Linked DNA regions of Capsicum annuum: region 2 is linked to region 1. Evidence: chromatin contacts called from public Hi-C data. All regions are on one chromosome and are shown on one strand. Each heading gives the region's core, a stretch centred on a gene start, on an enhancer-like site or on the middle of the called end of the contact. The rest is flanking DNA. Distances are from core to core; before and after follow the strand shown. Region 1 holds the start of LOC107873135 (calmodulin calcium-dependent NAD kinase). Region 2 holds the start of LOC107873137 (40S ribosomal protein S15-4).

Region 1 (5,702 bases), core at 3,187-5,686:
TACGATTGGGTATTGGGGGTGGTCTCTAGTCCCGGTGGGACTTGAGATGCCCAACACGACCAGGCCCTGATTCAGGTCGTGTCAGCCTACTTTCTCCATCAGGAAAATATATATTGCATTAAGAGGAGAGTTTCCGAAGGAAAGGTGGAGTAAGCTGATATGCAACAATTTGGGAGCTCCAAGACGGATTTTCATTCTATATCTTGCCATCCATGATAGATTACAGACAAGAGACAGAGTTGTTAAATGGAAAGATCTCGACAACATGGCATGTCCAATGTGTAACGCATGGTTGGAAAATATCAATCATCTATTTTTCAGTGTTCAGCTTTAGGTGCAGTCTGGAATAAAGTGTTAACTTGGCAAGAAGTAATGAAACAACCACAAGGCTAGTTTGATGAAATTCATTGGGCTATGGAGAATACACGTAGTAACTCAGTCAAAGGACACGTTTACAGGATGAGTCTGGCTGCAGGGGTTTATTACATATGGAAGGAGCGTAACTTCAGAATATTTCAACGACATAGTCGCTTATATAGTATTAGCACTACTGTTATTCAGGTGTTTTGTAGAAGCGGCAGAAATAGGCAACTTGTAGGAAAATTGCAGTATCTAGATAGATATGTATGAAGGATCCTGAAGCATACCTTAGAAGTGCTTAATTGTTGATTGTCTGAGCAGTAGGATAGGAGTTTAGTTGAGAGGTTTACCAATCTTGTTTTAAGGCTGTTGTACAAAACGTTTCGCTTGATTTGTGAATAAAAAAATTACTTCTCAAAAAAAAAAAAAAAAAGACATGTATTAACGGCATAACATTAAAAATTGATTTTAAAAAAAAAATTAATCGTTATAATAAAATGATTATTTTTATAGAAAGGTATGCCCATTTATGAAGGAAGGTAAGTATATATTTAAAATGGTTCAACTATTTTTACTATTGTATGTCATGAAAAATCAATTGCCAAGAGGATCAACAGTGACTTTTTTGCAAAGAGGTCCTTTTAGATATTTTTTCTAAAAGTTCATTTTCATGAAGGGGACCGGCAGTTAGGGTGTGCAAAAATCGAACCGACCGATAAATCGAATCAATAAAAATATTATTGGTTTATTGTTATTGGGTTAATGATTTTTTAATGGTTTTATTAAAAAAATTTATTGGGTTATGGATTCGGTTTGATATTTTCTTATTGGGTAAACTGATAACCCAATAAGAATATATATATATATATATATATATATATATATATATATTCTCAACTTCTCTTTAATTTCTACAAATTAACAAAATTATTGTTTCAATTATACAAACTCTTAATTTCTCCTAACAATATTTAGTTCAAACTTGAAGATTCCTGTAAATTAAAATACATTATGTAGGATTTTTGGTTGCAACTAAGATTTGATTTTTTTTTCAAATTAATTACTACAATTTCTATTTTATGAGTATTTTCTTATCGGTTAAATCGAAAATTGAATCATTAAGGACTAAAAATCCATAGACCGAAAATCGATAAAAAATATCTTATTGATTTGACTATTGATTTAGCATATTTAAAAATAAAAAATTAATAAATCAAATCGATAATATGTAAAATCGAACCGACTGATGTACGCACCTACCAACAGCTGCCTCCACAAATAAAGATTTAAAATCTTTGTCTAGTTGTACTTCCCACATGCTTGAAAATAGCAAAAATTTCAAGTTACAATGGGGTTCAATTGATTTGTTTCAGACTTGTACTTTTAAAATTGGATTCTTCCACACATCTAGACCTATCTATGCTAATATCTAGCCAGGTAGTAGTAAACTTTTCAGTCTTACAATTGAAAAATAATCATTATATTCAAATTTTAATTTTTGTAAGTGAAACTTCATAGCACTCCAAAACAATAACTGCTATAATTATTAAGATTGAAAGTGTTGATTTGTGATTTTTTTCCGAATCTCTAGCCTCCCATCATGGGGGCGTGGATGTTCCGGTTCGTAGGTGTGAGAGATTAGCGTTGGATGGCTTTAGGAGGAGTAGAGGTAGACTGAAGAAATACTGAAGGGAGGTGATTAGACATGACATAGAGCAGCTTCAGCTTACTGAGGACATGATCCTAGATAGGAAGGTGTGGAGGTCGAGGATAAGCGTAAAAGACTAGTGTTAGTGTGTGGATTGTAGCAAGCAGTCAGGAGAGTTCTTGTGTAGCCGGGATAGTAATCATAAGACAGTGTATATAGGTGTCTTTGGTATGTGAGTGTATGGTACTACCCATCCATCACCTTGTTTACTATCCTTTATCTTGAGCCGGGAGTCTATTGGAAATAGCCTCTCTACCTCTTCGGAGGTAGCAATATGAACTGCGTATATCTTACCCTCCCCAAATTCCACGCTGTGAGAATACACTGAATTTATTGTTGTTGTAGCTTCCCAGCATCCCTCAAAGCTGACCTCACAAAATAAAATAGAAATTTGATTTTACAATATCTTTTGTGGATACAACTAGTAAAAGTCAAAGAGATCATCTAGATAAGGTGAAACAGAATTTTTGGTCCTCAATTTCAAACTACCACCATGTGAATAGTATTGACAAATAATATCCTTTGCAAAAATTGACGGAAAATACTAATTATACTGCAATTTGGTTGATCATTAAAATAAGTCCTTTTACGCCAGTCATTGAAACCACAGCTTCTTATCCATCACTATCACTATAATTATATCCATATCCTATTTCGTTTAAATAATATGTAAGTACAAAATTAGAGATAGTATTATGTTATAGTAATAGAATATCCACACTTAACTTTCAATATGCAATAATGTCATATAATGATATGATTCACTTATTTTGAGATGACATGACATGATTAATGACAACTAACTTTTTTTATATAAAATTTCATCCAAGGTGAAATTAAGATCTATCTACATTCTATTTTTTTTTTAAAACTTCAATTATAAAATTATAATGAGTTTGTTATCAACAAATTGTTGTATTTAAAAATTTACTGGCCGAATTATTTTATTCTTGGCTGAAACTTGCAAGCAAGAGCGAAAAAATTTGGACCATTCCGTCATAAATGTGAGTGACTGTCTAGATGTAGTAGGTTTGCATGTCGTCCCCACTCCCCACATTTACAAGAGGAGAAAACAGTTTTAATTAAAGGCAATGAAACCAATCACCTTGTAGCTGCCAGCACCAAATCCTTTAGTCTTTTCTGCTCAGAATCAACACTCAACACCTTCAACAACAAAAAGTTATATTTAACTTATAAGTTTGTGGCTTATAAAAAAATAGTCTTTTTTTGGTTTTCTTGCTTCTTGATTTCAAATGAAAATCAATGATAAACTTATATAGATGCCTACCTGGCTAATCAATATAGAAGCTTTACTCCAATGGAAAGCAAAGTACGCAAGAATGCACCTCTCTAATTCATTCTCCAATTTGACATATAAAGATTCAGCATCTTCTTCATTTGCAAAGTATTCAAAGATGCCATCATCACACCCTTTGGATCTCTTCAAGTATTCTTGTACTAGCTCACATAATCCAGGACACTCACTTTCATCCTTAAACCCCAGTTGCCTTGCTACACCACGTAATATTCCAATTAATTAACAAAACAAAAATTACAAATTAATCTTAAGCTTGTTTAACCAAACTTCCTATATTTGCTTATTTTGAAAAGTGTTTTTTCCCTTCAGAAGTAACAGTTTATGTTTAATAATCGATATGAAAAACACTTTTATCAATATTAGAACAACAATTCGTGCTTGACTAAGATTCTAAAAATGGTTGAAGAAAAAAAAATTATTTTTTTTTCAACTTCTATAGATAAACTACTTTCAAAAAGATTAACCAAACACCTGTAACTCTCTAAAATAAGCTCATAATTTAAAAGAAAACATTTTCAGCCTTAAGAAGCTTAGTCAAATAAGCTGTAAATATAATTCAAAATGATTACGCAATTTTATAAATAACTCACCAACATAATGGGAAAATCTTTCGAGTCTACCACCAGCACGGCCAGATTCAGTTGCATCCAAAATAGGAGACAGTTGATTTATTATTATCATGTGATTATCAACTTTAGGAGATTTATTTTTGCGAAGATGATGCATCGCTAGAGCAGAGATTATTCCAATAAGACTTGCACCCAATATATGCACTTGCGTATCTGCAGGAAAAGTAAAAGGAAGTTTATATAGCAAGTGTGCTTATAATTATATATGCATACAGTTCAACAAAGAAACAATAAGTGCGACGCTATTTTGACAAAAAGAATTGAATAGAAAAGGTCAAATTCAAACTAAAGAATATTTGGGGAGAGGAAGGAACTTAGTAGTGGGTTACATTTCAGCAGCATGTTTGATTTGTTGTTGTTGTACACTACAGAAGAAAGAGTCTTTCAACTAGGAGTTGAATTTTCTTTATTTGGTTTCTGCCTTTTTTTTCAGTTGGAGTCTCAATTTTTTGGGATCTTATAATGATGATAATAAGTTAATGGGGTAATAAGAAAATATAGATTAAAAGGAGGACTCCTTTTTAAAGAGTCAACTCATCAATTCGAATGATGATTGAATAAAATAAGTTATAGTTGGGTGCAGCGTTTCTTTATTTTTTTTTTAATATATATATATATATATATCCTGAGGGTGCGGGGACCTGAAAGAAGATGTGAGTTTCTTGTTCCAACTACCAGAAATTAATAATTGAGTAAAAAAAGAGTACTTAAAACATGTGAAATCATACTCTCTTCCTTACCTTTATTTTTATTCAACAATCACTTATTTCTAAATGAATTTTTATTTTTACTTGTAATTTTAATATGTTATAAAAAAAAAAATCTTTTTTATATTTTACACTTAATATTAATTATTTATTTTTAAATTATTTTAAATATTTAATATTAAACATTAATTAATCGGGCTACTTTGATAAAATAGACATGTCAATTGTTATTTTTTTAATAAATTTATCTAGTCAAAATGTGACAAGTAAAAATAAACGGAGGGAGTAATATCCTCCGTCTTAATTTGTTTGGGCTATTTTACTTTGGCACAGAGTTAAGAAAAGTTAAAAAGGTTTTTGAATCTTGTGGTTTAAATAAAAAATATATCAAATGTTAAAATGATCTTTAATCTTATATTATTAAATATGTCATGTATAAAATTGAAATTAAAAAATAAATTATATGTCAAGTCAAAATATATCAATCAATTTTAAAAAGATAATTGTTAATCAGCATATAAGTTTTACCAAATTTGCCGTCCGCAAATTTTGAGAATAATCATGCGGATTTCCATGGTGCATACATGAGGATCCAAACTAACATCCGTAATTAGTTTGTGAATATGTAATTAACTTGATTAAATCGTGGTCAATTTTTTCAAGAAATTAAGCATCACATAGCTTATAGTCTGTGTCACTTTAAAGCAGTTTAAAGTGTTATTTATGCAATTAAAATTAGAAGCTCTAAGTAAAGATACAATAATCAGAACGTCATAAAACAAAAAATCCATTTCAGTACTTTAAAGACCAAAGTCATCGATAAACACTCAAACTTGTTATCAAAATTCACTTAGACACCTAAACTAAGGTCTGTTCCTATCAGGCCCCTAAATCCCCCACATTTTGTTCCAATTGGGCCTTTTTTGCCCTATCAGCAAAAAGCTCAAAGTGCGTGTTGCACACACGCGATGATGTGGCAA
Region 2 (5,156 bases), core at 1,924-4,423, 230 kb before region 1:
AGTAATGCAACCAAGAACAGGAAACAAAAATGATTTTTCACTCGACCAAAATCCATTAAGTACAGATTTTGCATCAAAATGGGACAATTGTTATCTAAAACCAAGCATCATCTAGATACAGCTATCAACTGTGCATACCAAAGTAAAATCGAGTTTCAAATCACAAAACCAAGCAGAAGTCTTTTCTAATATATGTTCTAAACAGACTTTTCGTGCATATGTTCAAGTGTTTTTCCAGACTCTACCATCGGGAGGTAACACTAAAGACATTTTACAAGTCAGCCAATTTCTTTTTGGGATCTTTTCCCAGTTATCATGTGCCTATATTTGAGATTCTACTAAATATGTAAAAGTTCCACTGATTTGCACCAAGAGAGCTGAGGAAGTACCAAAAAAGGACTAAGGTTCACTTAAATATAAAGGAAACCCAGAGAGTCTGCAAAAGAAACGTCAGCCAGAATCAAATATATTTGGATTGTCTTGAACTTTAGTCCCTTTGTAATGACACTCATTTAAATAATTATCCTTCAATTTATGTGGGAAAGGTGCCAAATCAGTCAAAATGTCAGCCAGAAGAAAAGAAATTTTTTACATTCCAACAAGTACAACTAGTCCACCACTACCTCCTCCACCCTATACCTTCAATAGTAGAAGGTTTCAAAATATGGTTGTCACAAAGATGATCATACATTGTGGATTAGGCTGATGGCTGAAAAAAAATCAAAACACTTGAAAGAAATGGAAGACTATGCATAATCCATCCAATATTACTTGGACTATAAGTACTCCTCTCCTCATGAAGTCCATCTGTCTTATCAATGCAAAGCAACCATGCAAAGGATTGCCTTTGCTATCACAGATCCTCAAAAGAAAGCTAGATACATTTATGTACAGCTGAATGACTATCTTAAGCTTTATCAAGTTGTATGATGTAGCATTCCAAAATATCCCATCGCCAAGAACGGTATAGAGAAACTACTTAAGCAGTAATCTATCATAAAACAAGTAAAAGTTGGTCACTAAATGTAACATGAAAATAAGTTCCACTCAAAGGGACTGATAGTTTATGTGTGTCGATTTTTTTAAGAAGATGGAGAGATTGAAATGTCTCTCAATGATTCATCAAGCATGGAAGGGCTTTAAATGGCCAACCTACAACAAAAAAATCTGCATAAATTCAAAATTAAAAAACCTAAAATATCTCAACAAACTAAGACAACCTAACAGTAATTAAAAATTCAAATCATCCTAAAACTGGGAAACTTATTAGGCTAAAAATTACTGCAATAACTAAAGAAAAATTTCAACACTCCTTTGCTTTAGTTATTGCAATTTAAAAAAATCCTAAATTTTTACACTAGTGCTGAATTCTTTTGATTTTTTTTAACTTGCACATTTTTTATATTGATCTTTCTTTTCTTCTTTCTTTTTCTTCTTGTAGTTTTGTGCTTAAAAAGGCGAATGACACTGCCTTGTCGAGAAGCTCTTCTAAAAGTGTTTCAATCTAGACAAATATAGGATTTGCAAAAAGTTGGTGTAAGGATTTTTCTTCCATCACAAAATCCCATAAAATTAGCTTTCAAAAATGTGATTTCATTTTCACAGACCAAATTTGATATTATTGATAGGTGAAAATTGTTGGAGCATTGAAAGAGAGACTCTTGCTTGTTATGGTTGAAAAGTAGGTCAAAATTGATGTTGGTAGAAAATCGCTAACTCTTTGAAAATAAGCACAGGTTAAAAATGGGTTGAAAATAGCTCTTACGTGTTAAAAAAGGGTTGAAAATAGCCCTGGCGGGATAAAATGGTTTGACAATATCCTTCACGGGTTAAAATGATTTGAAAGTAGTTCTTTAGATGAACGCATAGATCCTGTAAGATCAATGAGACTATGATACCACTGTTAATTTTTTTAAAAGATGGGGCTACATTGAAAGTGTTGACTACAATGTGTCTCTCAATAATTTTATTAAACATAGAAGGGCTTTCAATAGCCAACTTACAAAAAAAAATTGCATAAATTCAAAATTCAAAAACCTAAAATATCTCAACAAACTAAAACATCCTAATAGATATTTAAAATGTAAATCATTCTAATAAGTAGGCACTTATTTAGCTAAACATTACTGCAATAACTAAAGTAAATTTCAACAATATGCCTACCGCCTTGCGCAGCTTCTTGATCAAGGCCATTGGCTTCCTCTTCAAACCTCTCTGGAACCTACAACAAATAAAAACCGCTTAACAAGACGCATCAAAAAATATCCCCACACATTGGGGGAAACTACAGAACGAAAGTTAATACAAATCAACAAAACATAATCTGACTATACAGTAACATAAAGCTACATCAATAATAGAGTTGTACTCCCTCTATCTTTAATAGCCTGTTTGGGTACATAACAATGAAAAGTCTCATTTTATGTAACTACTATTTGGTATGATCGGCTTGTTACCTCTTTTTTGGTCTCAATTTGTCTTTATCTTATTATTTAATAATCTTATATTATCATTTATACGACCCTTTTATGGTAGCTCAAATCGTGCCATTATGTGACAACGAAAAAATATACAATTAAAACATTGTATTCATTAACACAACACAATACAATACATGATGTATACAACAAATCATTTTTGTAATCAAATAGCTAGGTTTGGGGTAACACTAAATATTCATGTAAATATGAAAATGTTAGTAAAAATTCACCTTCTGCGGGGACGAGCATTGAAGAGCTTGACGAGTTCGTCAGTGGACATGTCGAGGAGAGCATCGAGATCGACACCTCTGTAGCTAAACTTCTTGAACGTCCTCTTTTTGGGCTGTCCTGCTGTTGTCACATCGGTTTCAACATCCGCCTGTATAATCAAACAAACAACAGTCAGGAGACAGACGCAAAGGCATCTGAATTGAAGCAGGAAAATGTGAATGTTTGAAAAGGAGTTAGTTACCATGATTGTGGAGATGGAATCGTCAACCTAGCAGTCTGGGAAACTCTCTCAGTCTCAGAAATGGGGCTAGGGTTTTGGGCCGTCAGGGAGAGGAGACTAATTATCTTAACAGGGATGAGAGATTTTGGTTGGGGGGCTTGGGCTTCCGGGGTGGGGGGGGGGGGGGTTAGAAGGGCTTTTTGATTGACCTAGTGTGTAATCATGGGTAAAGGACATGGACCGTCCACGTTTTAAAAAAAATGGCCACATTTGAAAAGGTGGACATAGGTTGTCTAGTCGGTTAAACTATTTCCTCTTTTTTAGTTATTTGATCCAATTGATCAATGCAATCTCTATACTCAATTGATACACTTTTATATCACATTGATACACCTTTATACTATATTAATACACTTTTTAACAAAGAGAAAGGAAATTCTATACAAGCACATGCAGTCCCTATACCCAATTGATATTCTTTTATATCATATTAATACACCTTTATATTACACTTGCAGTGTCCATATACTCAATTGATACTTTCTTATACTAGATTGATACATTTTTAGAATGCATGTAGAAATTATATCGAGTCGTATAAAATATGTATCTAAATAATAATTATAGTTAAAAATTGTATAGAAAGTGTATAAAAATGCTATAATTATTATATAGAATATATATATATATATATATATATATATATTAGAAACTGTATCGTTATTATATATAAATATATATCTTTAACAATTTTATTATATTAAAAGTATATGATATTGTATTTTATTGTATAAATAAGTAAAACTAAACAAAACAAATATATATCTAATGCATATCTCATGATGTCTACATATGCATGTCGAATTCTCCCCAAATAATATATTTTTGAAGAATCAGACACAGATGCGTAATATTTTTGAAGAGTCCGAGCAACTTAGCTAAAAAGCAGTAACATGAAGAACAAGAGTTATGAAACATGAAGCATGAATAGATTTGACGGGGAACACGGGTCAGAGATCCAAAAGGTGTAGACTCGTAGAATCATCATTCATTGTTGAATCTGGATCCCTTTTGGTGGGTCTCACAGCATAACTTATGTCTCCAACGCATAACATCCATCCTTTTTGGAGAAAAATACATATCCATGCACTGGATTTGTGTAGTACTGCAATGGCTAAAAGTAGGAATTATTTTAGTGGCTAATTATAGGTAATTAGTTTTGGGTGGCTATTATGGTGAAATTATTTTAGAATGAAGTGTTATTTTTGTCCTTTCTCCTTGGGTATAACCTGAAATTAGTCAGCCCAGAATATTGGACTCAAGATTGGCCCGAGTGCACAAATACTTGATTTTGGAGCGGGAAAATTGCAGAAATAGCAACTATGGAGTCTTTATTGAAACTTTTATAGCAACAGTTTCATAATTACGAAAAATAACAAATTGTATTTTATATTTAAGTAAACTGTTGCTATACAAATACATATACAACAAGATTTACTGCACCTGTTTTACTCAAATTAGTTGAGTTAAATAAGGAATAATTATCTCATCTAATTAAATTCTCATAAATCAAACCCAAATATGAAGATTATTATTTCTATGATCTCTTTTTCTTTTTCATTTTTTTCTTTCCAATTTATTTTCTCTCTTCTACTTCTTTTTTTTATTCCTTTTTCTTTTTTTATTTATTTATTTCTTTTTTTCTTTTTTCTTTTCTTTTTTTTCTTTTCCCATTTTTTTTTCGTTTTCTTCATCTTTTTTTCGCTTTTGTTTTTACACTTCTATTTCTAGTTTCTATTTCTCTTTCTTCTTTTTTCCTTTTTCACTTCTTTTTTTTTATTTTTTTTCTTTTTCTTTTTCTATTTTTTTTTTTTTTTTTTTTTTAGTCTTCCATCTCTATCTTTTATCTTTAAAAGATAAATGTCTATATCATACATACATATTCAAAAATTATACAAAATAAATAGACATACAGGTCTGCATATGTATTTACGATAAAAAATATGCATATTATCTGTATATGTATTTATAGAAATACATATTTGACTCACATGTATATATAAACATATATGAAACTAAATCTCTATAATAAAAATGACAATTATATACATATACATATAGGTAATAAAAAAAATATATGATACATATCTTAAACAGTAAAAAAATCAAATAAGTACATATGTTATCCTTTAAAATGACATAGTATGTACGGTTCAAAGATAAAT

What was found. Hi-C and Micro-C count contacts between places; a contact is called where the count stands out from the background.
Region 2: a Hi-C map of placenta shows a contact between it and region 1, with 3 times the contacts expected there. The contact joins the promoter of LOC107873137 here to the promoter of LOC107873135 in region 1. A contact is called at or near these places in 3 of 5 Hi-C or Micro-C datasets (leaf and placenta).

What each region holds. Positions count from the first base shown.
Region 1 is chr6:158,199,654-158,205,355 of UCD10Xv1.1, reverse strand. LOC107873135 (calmodulin calcium-dependent NAD kinase) reads right to left here and starts at 4,436. Exons shown (of 9, transcript XM_016719873.1): 1 at 4,345-4,436; 2 at 3,977-4,168; 3 at 3,357-3,580; 4 at 3,174-3,232. The coding sequence starts at 4,357.
Region 2 is chr6:158,430,648-158,435,803 of UCD10Xv1.1, reverse strand. LOC107873137 (40S ribosomal protein S15-4) reads right to left here and starts at 3,173. Exons shown (of 4, transcript XM_016719876.2): 1 at 2,953-3,173; 2 at 2,711-2,859; 3 at 2,164-2,221. The coding sequence starts at 2,955.